Regions from separate parts of the Pan troglodytes genome. Here region 2 is linked to region 1. Evidence: chromatin contacts called from public HiChIP or PLAC-seq data. All regions are on one chromosome and are shown on one strand. The core of a region is the stretch at or near the end of the contact, and the rest is flanking DNA. Distances in the headings are between cores, read along the strand shown.

Region 1 (2,971 bases), core at 464-2,963:
CTAGTCGTGGAAGGGTTAGCTGCAAAATTCCAGTTCGGAAGCCCACGGAGGCTCAGTCCAGACAGGGATTAACCGACTTGTGCTGGTATCTAGGTGCTTGGATTGCCGAGTTGAGTTTGCTGGAAGGGAAACGGGGCGGCGTCGGGCCTGGCTGCCAGTCGGCTTCCGCGAAAACGACTCTTGCTGTCCACACAGCCAGCCGGGAAGCCAAACTGCGGGCCTCTGCCCTCCCCTCAATGTCCTCCTAGGAGGCAGTCACTCGGGAGGAAGATGTGCCTGTGACCAAGTGCTTCGTCCCGGCCCCAGCGCAGACCTATGGATGAAGATGGAGGGAGAGCCGATGTGAAAGGCCTGGGTCCCGGCCGCAGAAGGGGCGCCAGACCGAAATCAGCGATCGCGTCTCTCCCACCAAAGCCTCCAGGCCAGCGGCCGCGTCTGCAAGTCCCGGGCTGAGCACCAGGCCGGGGGAGTACCAGACACCCCGGCTGCAGCTGCCGAGGGCCTCACTCACCTTCAGGGCCGCCGGCCTCTCGGCCTGCACTGCCCACCTCGGCCCTGCGTCAGAGCGGAAGGCCAAGTCTTCCAGAAGGTGCTGCGGCCTCCCCGCAGCCCCTCGGCGACTCGGGATGGGGCGGCTGAGTCACGAACGCCGAGGCGGGCAGGCTCGGGTCTTCCGCGCCACGGAGGTCCCCGAAGAGCGCCCAAGCCGCATCCGGAAGGCCCGAACCCTACCGGAGGGCGGACGGCGGACAGGGCAGGGCCCGAGGCCGACGCGGCAGGCGGTGCGGGACAGGAGCGGGGGCGGGCGGGGACTCGAGGCCGGGCGGCGAAGGCGGGCGAGGGGAGGGGAAGGGAGCCGGGAGCCGCGGCCCGCTTGCCCCGCAGTCTGAAGTGGCTCAGCTCTTTCCATGAGGGCGGTGGTGGCCCTTAAAAGGGCCTTTGTGGTGGCATGGGGAGGCCTGGCGGCCGGCCGCGGCGCGGGCCCTCTTAGTACTCCTGGGAGGCCTGGGTGGCCTTCTTGCCGCCCGAGGGCGCCTTCGGCCCCACGGTGGCGCTGGTCTTCTTGGGCAGCAGCACGGCCTGGATGTTGGGCAGGACGCCTCCCTGGGCGATCGTCACGCCGCCCAGCAGCTTGTTGAGCTCCTCGTCGTTGCGGATGGCCAGCTGCAGGTGGCGGGGGATGATTCGCGTCTTCTTGTTGTCGCGGGCCGCATTGCCCGCCAGCTCCAGGATCTCAGCGGTGAGGTACTCCAGCACTGCCGCCAGGTACACTGGCGCGCCGGCGCCAACGCGCTCGGCGTAGTGGCCCTTCCGCAGCAGCCGGTGTACGCGGCCCACTGGGAACTGGAGGCCGGCGCGCGACGAGCGCGACTTGGCCTTGGCGCGGGCCTTGCCGCCAGTCTTGCCGCGGCCCGACATGCTAGCGAGGTAGACCGGTGAAGCACGACGGCTCAAACGCTAGAACAGACGCCCGCCGCAGTGTAACTGCTGTCGCGCGCGCGCCGCGAGGCCGCCTTTATAAGCCCCCAGGACACACCTCTGCGCCCTCCTGATTGGCTCTTTTCTCCAATCCCCGCCTCCGGTTGGTTGCGGTTAACCCTTGGGTGTCGCGGCTCGGCTGAAGGAGCGCGCCCGCTGATTGGTCGAATTTGAAAACCTTTTGCCCGGGGAGAAAAGGCGAGGAGGAGGGGTAGCACGCAGACTGCCAACTATCCCCTGATGTAGCCAATCCTTGTAAAGCGCGCGAGATTTAAACACTACAATCGGAAACCAGAACCGGAAGACCAAAGGGGTGGAGTCTGAGGCCACCTAGAGAGCGTCTGGGAAATCTGTGCTGGCGTAGGATTTTTAAAGGAAAGGGGTCAATATTATAGCTACTGCAGCCCTCCTTTCCAGGTCCAGTCACTCCCTACTCCCTTCTCCTACCTGACAAAGGGAGAATGGAAAAGGGAAGAAATTAGACCCCTTAAAAGTTTTCTTTTTTTTTTTCTTTCTTTTTTTAATAGACCGGGTGTCACTGGCTCTGTCACCCAGGCTGGAGTGCAGTAGTGTGATCTCAGCTCACTGCAGCCTCGAACTCCTGGGCTCAAGGAATCCTCCCTGCTAAACCTCCCTCGTAGCTGGTACTACAAGTGCTCCACCACACTTGGCTAATTATTTTATTTTTGTAGAGACGGAGTCTCATTTTGTTGCCCAGGCTGTCTTGAATTCCTGGGCTCAGGCAATCCTCCTGCCTCAGCCTCCTAAAGTGCTGGGATTACAGGCATGAGCCACTGCACCCGGTGACTCTTTGAAAGTTTGATCCCATGCCAGGAAACAGGATAACTTCAATTTTGTGGCCCTCCATGCCACCTGAAGTATCAGGATTTAAATATTTATTCAATATGTTCTGTTTGGTCTCAGTTCTGTTCACTTCTTGTTAGACGGGGTCTGATGGGGCAGAGAGATAGGCATCCTGTTGGAAGAAGTACCCCCACCACCCCTCCCAATCTACCCAAAAATGCCCATATAGGAAATATACCTAAACAATAAGAAAAAGACAACACTTTATTGTCTCCATTGAGAGCATGTGGCCCCCTGCTTAGTTCTTACTAATCAGAACACTTAATTTACAATCAAATGACATGTCACCGTGGAGCCTGTGTTCCTAGCCCTGGCCCAAGTTCTATCCCAAAAACCAGTGGTTCCTTGAGAGTCAGGACTCTGAAATGTGAGTGTGGATAACTGCAAAAAAAGCTGCTGTATCCCACCCTATGAGGCTGCAAAGATGGGATGGAGAGGGAGAGAGTAGCAAGTCGCAGAAAGCCATAGGTAAAATCCAATCAGTAGTCAGTAGAGGGCAAGAAACGCCCAGGATGCCAATGATCACAGAGAAAGGAAAATGCTGAGAACAAAATCTGGAGGAGTATGAAGAGTGAGAGAGGCCTGGGCAAGGAGGCAGTCTGGGACCAGAGAGAGAGGTCAGCCTGAG
Region 2 (2,700 bases), core at 51-2,550, 250 kb after region 1:
GACGGTGGCATGGACGGCGAAGTAGTAGACCCCAGGCACCTGGCAGGTGAACTTGCCGGTGACGGCGTCGTAATGTCCCTGCTCGTTCACCAGCACGCGGTCGAAGGGCAAGGGTGCGTCAGACGGCGGAGGCACCCGGCTCTCGGAGCGCTTGGCGCTGAAGGCGGATCGCGGAGGCACCGAGCACTCCCCGGCAGGCCCGGTGGGCCCCGCGGGTCCCGCCTCTCCTCGCGGCCCGGGGTCCCCTCGAGGTCCCGGCAGTCCTGCGGGGTAAGGGGGGCGGCAGGATGAGAGTAGCGGCGGCTCAGCCCGCAGCGGGGCGGCGACTCTAAGGTCACCGTACCCCTCCCCGCCCCTGCCTGAGCTTCGGCCAGCGCCTCCTCCCGCACGGGTACCTCCTCCACCCCTTCCCGCAGGGCAGATCTGGGGGGCTGGCCAAGGGGGCTCCCGCCGCCTGGGCCCCTCCCCCGCTCAGGACTGCAAAGCGCGGGGAGTGGCGCCCCCTGGCGGGAGACCCGAGTCCCGGACACCGGGAGCTGGAGCTGCGACCGCGCCTGCTCGGACATCGCCACCGATAGCCGCGGCGGTGCCTTCTTACCCGGCCTCCCGCCCTCGCCTTTCTCTCCCGGAGCCCCGGGCGCGCCGTCGCGGCCGTCGCGGCCATCGCGGCCCGGCAAGCCCTGGCTGCCATGGTGGCCCGGCGTGCCTGGAAGGCCGGGGTGCCCCGGGCACAGGCTGGGGATCTTGTTGTCGTCCAGTGGGGGCGAGCCGGCCGCCAGGCCCAGGAGCAGCAGGACGAGGAGCGGCCTCATAGCGCTGGCACCGGGAGCCCGGACGCCGGGGTCCTCTCGCAGTCTGTGGACCAGGCAGGACTGGAGTCGGGACCCAGAATCCTGGGACCTGCCTCTCTCCCCACCCCGGCGCGGCCCAGTCGGTCCCCACCCCACTGCCGTGCCCCTGAGGCTGAGCGCTCGCAGGGCCGAGCATCCGGAGAGCACAGGCAGGCGAGAGAGGGTGGGAGCGGCCAGCCCTCCCTCCCACCGCCGGCCCGCGCCAGCCTTTCCCACAGTCCCCTCCCCAGCCCCTTTCCCCTCCTCCGCCAGACTCACCCCCCGTCCCGGCTCCCCGATGGCCTCCTTCGGGGCGCTCGCTACTCCGGACCCTCCAGTTGGTGGTGCTCCAGCCCCCGCGCTTCTCCCCGGCCAGGCGCCCCCTGCCCTGCCGTCACCCCAGTCCTGGTTCGCTCCCTGCCGGCTCCGCTTTCCTCCTCCCAGCCTCCAAGAGGAAACCAGTTGTTCAGGGGCCAAGAGCTCCCGGACCGGGAAATAGCTGGGAAATAACTCGTGGTGTCGCCCGGCGGCCGGCCAAAGTTTAGGGGGAGAAAGGAGGGGGAGAGAGACTTGAGCTGGGCACAGAGAGGCAGAACTTCGAGAGACGGACACACAGGGCACCTCCTGTTCCCAGGGCCAGAGGAGAGGCGGGGCAGTGGCAGAGACCAAGGACCAGACCCCATTTCAGGGAGAAATACGCAGAGAGATGAGGGTGGAGAGTTCTAGAGGCAGACAGCCAGTTGGATCCCTAGGGCCTAGGACAGGGCCTGCCTCGTGAATAGATGCTCAGTACATTTTTGTTGAATCAAGGAAAAGGTCAGAAGGCAGGCGATGGAGAAGCTGAAAAAGCAGATGGAAAGGAGAAGAGGCCTGGATGGGAAGCGGTCTCGATTGTCCGGTGGCACAGTGTGGGGCCAGTCAGCAGCCTGGGACCGGTAAAGGGACAGGAAGGAGCAGGGAGGGTGGTAGGGTCCCATGAGCCCCAGCTGAGGACTTCTCTTCCCCCTCCCTGGGAGCCCCAGAGAAGGATGGGTAGAGACCCTGCTGGTGCTCCTTCCTTTGTTCCCCTGCGTGCCAGCCCTGACCGGCAAAAGAGGACGGGCAGGAAGAGGGCAGGGGCCGGCTTCAGGGTCAGGGCTGGGCACAAGCTTCCAGGTCAGCTGCCTCTGGCAGCCTGTTGCAGTTGAAGGGCCAGGGGGTGCCCAGTAGTGCCAGGCCAGACTGGCACTGGTGCTCCGCTTCCTGGCAGACAGAGCGGCAAGGGGGCAGAACACTGCCTAGTGGGGTGCAACGGGGCACAAGCAGCCCACACAGGAGCCTCCGGAAATGCTGGTAGCAGGGCAGGCTTGTCAGGCTCTGTGGAGGGAGAGTGGCCTTCAGGCACCTGCTCCCAGGCTCCTCCCCTCCCAGGCCCGCCCTCCTTCCCTCCACCCAGAAGACCTTGTAACCGCTGAGGACCTCTGCCACCTCCTCCTGGGTGGTCATGCCCACCCAGATGTTAGGGAAGGCCGTGGTGTTGTAGCTCAGACCGAGGCACATCTCCACCTGGACAGGCTCACAGGCCAGCTCTGCAGGGGTGGAGGGGAGGGCCACTGTGGGGACTGCTCACTGGCTCTGTGGCCTGTGGCAAGTCACCGAATCGCTCGGTCCTGTGTGTACATGGGTCCAATGGGGATGGTTGTGAGGAAGCAAGAGGATAACAAAGAGACAGGCTGTACACACTCTGAGGATCCCTGCCATCCCTGAGAGCCTGCTCCAGCATCGCTTGCCAGCCCTGGGCATCATGCAGGCATGTCTTTAATCTCAGGGAACATGGGGCACCCGCATTTGCAGGGACCGCTTGGGCATCTGGAAGAAACCCCCTGCTCTG

What was found. HiChIP or PLAC-seq counts read pairs in DNA pulled down with a chosen protein or histone mark.
Region 2: a contact with region 1 is called in an H3K4me3 HiChIP or PLAC-seq map of stem cell-derived excitatory neurons, with 7 times the contacts expected there. The contact joins the promoter of C1QTNF5 here to the promoter of H2AX in region 1. A contact is called at or near these places in 2 of 7 Hi-C or Micro-C datasets (induced pluripotent stem cells and stem cell-derived neural progenitor cells), 1 of 1 datasets of contacts at active chromatin or transcription factors (stem cell-derived excitatory neurons) and 1 of 1 other capture datasets (stem cell-derived neural stem cells).

Annotation. Positions count from the first base shown.
Region 1 is chr9:121,037,678-121,040,648 of NHGRI_mPanTro3-v2.0_pri, forward strand. It overlaps H2AX (H2A.X variant histone), which reads right to left and starts at 1,714. Exons shown (of 2, transcript XM_016922128.4): 1 at 512-1,714; 2 at 1-313. The coding sequence starts at 1,419. The coding sequence ends at 988. DPAGT1 (dolichyl-phosphate N-acetylglucosaminephosphotransferase 1) reads right to left here. Exons shown (of 9, transcript XM_001165129.6): 9 at 2,530-2,971.
Region 2 is chr9:121,286,778-121,289,477 of NHGRI_mPanTro3-v2.0_pri, forward strand. It overlaps C1QTNF5 (C1q and TNF related 5), which reads right to left and starts at 1,301. Exons shown (of 3, transcript NM_001428085.1): 1 at 1,110-1,301; 2 at 599-855; 3 at 1-263. The coding sequence starts at 812. MFRP (membrane frizzled-related protein) reads right to left here. Exons shown (of 13, transcript XM_009424324.5): 12 at 2,271-2,398; 13 at 1,962-2,186. The coding sequence ends at 1,962.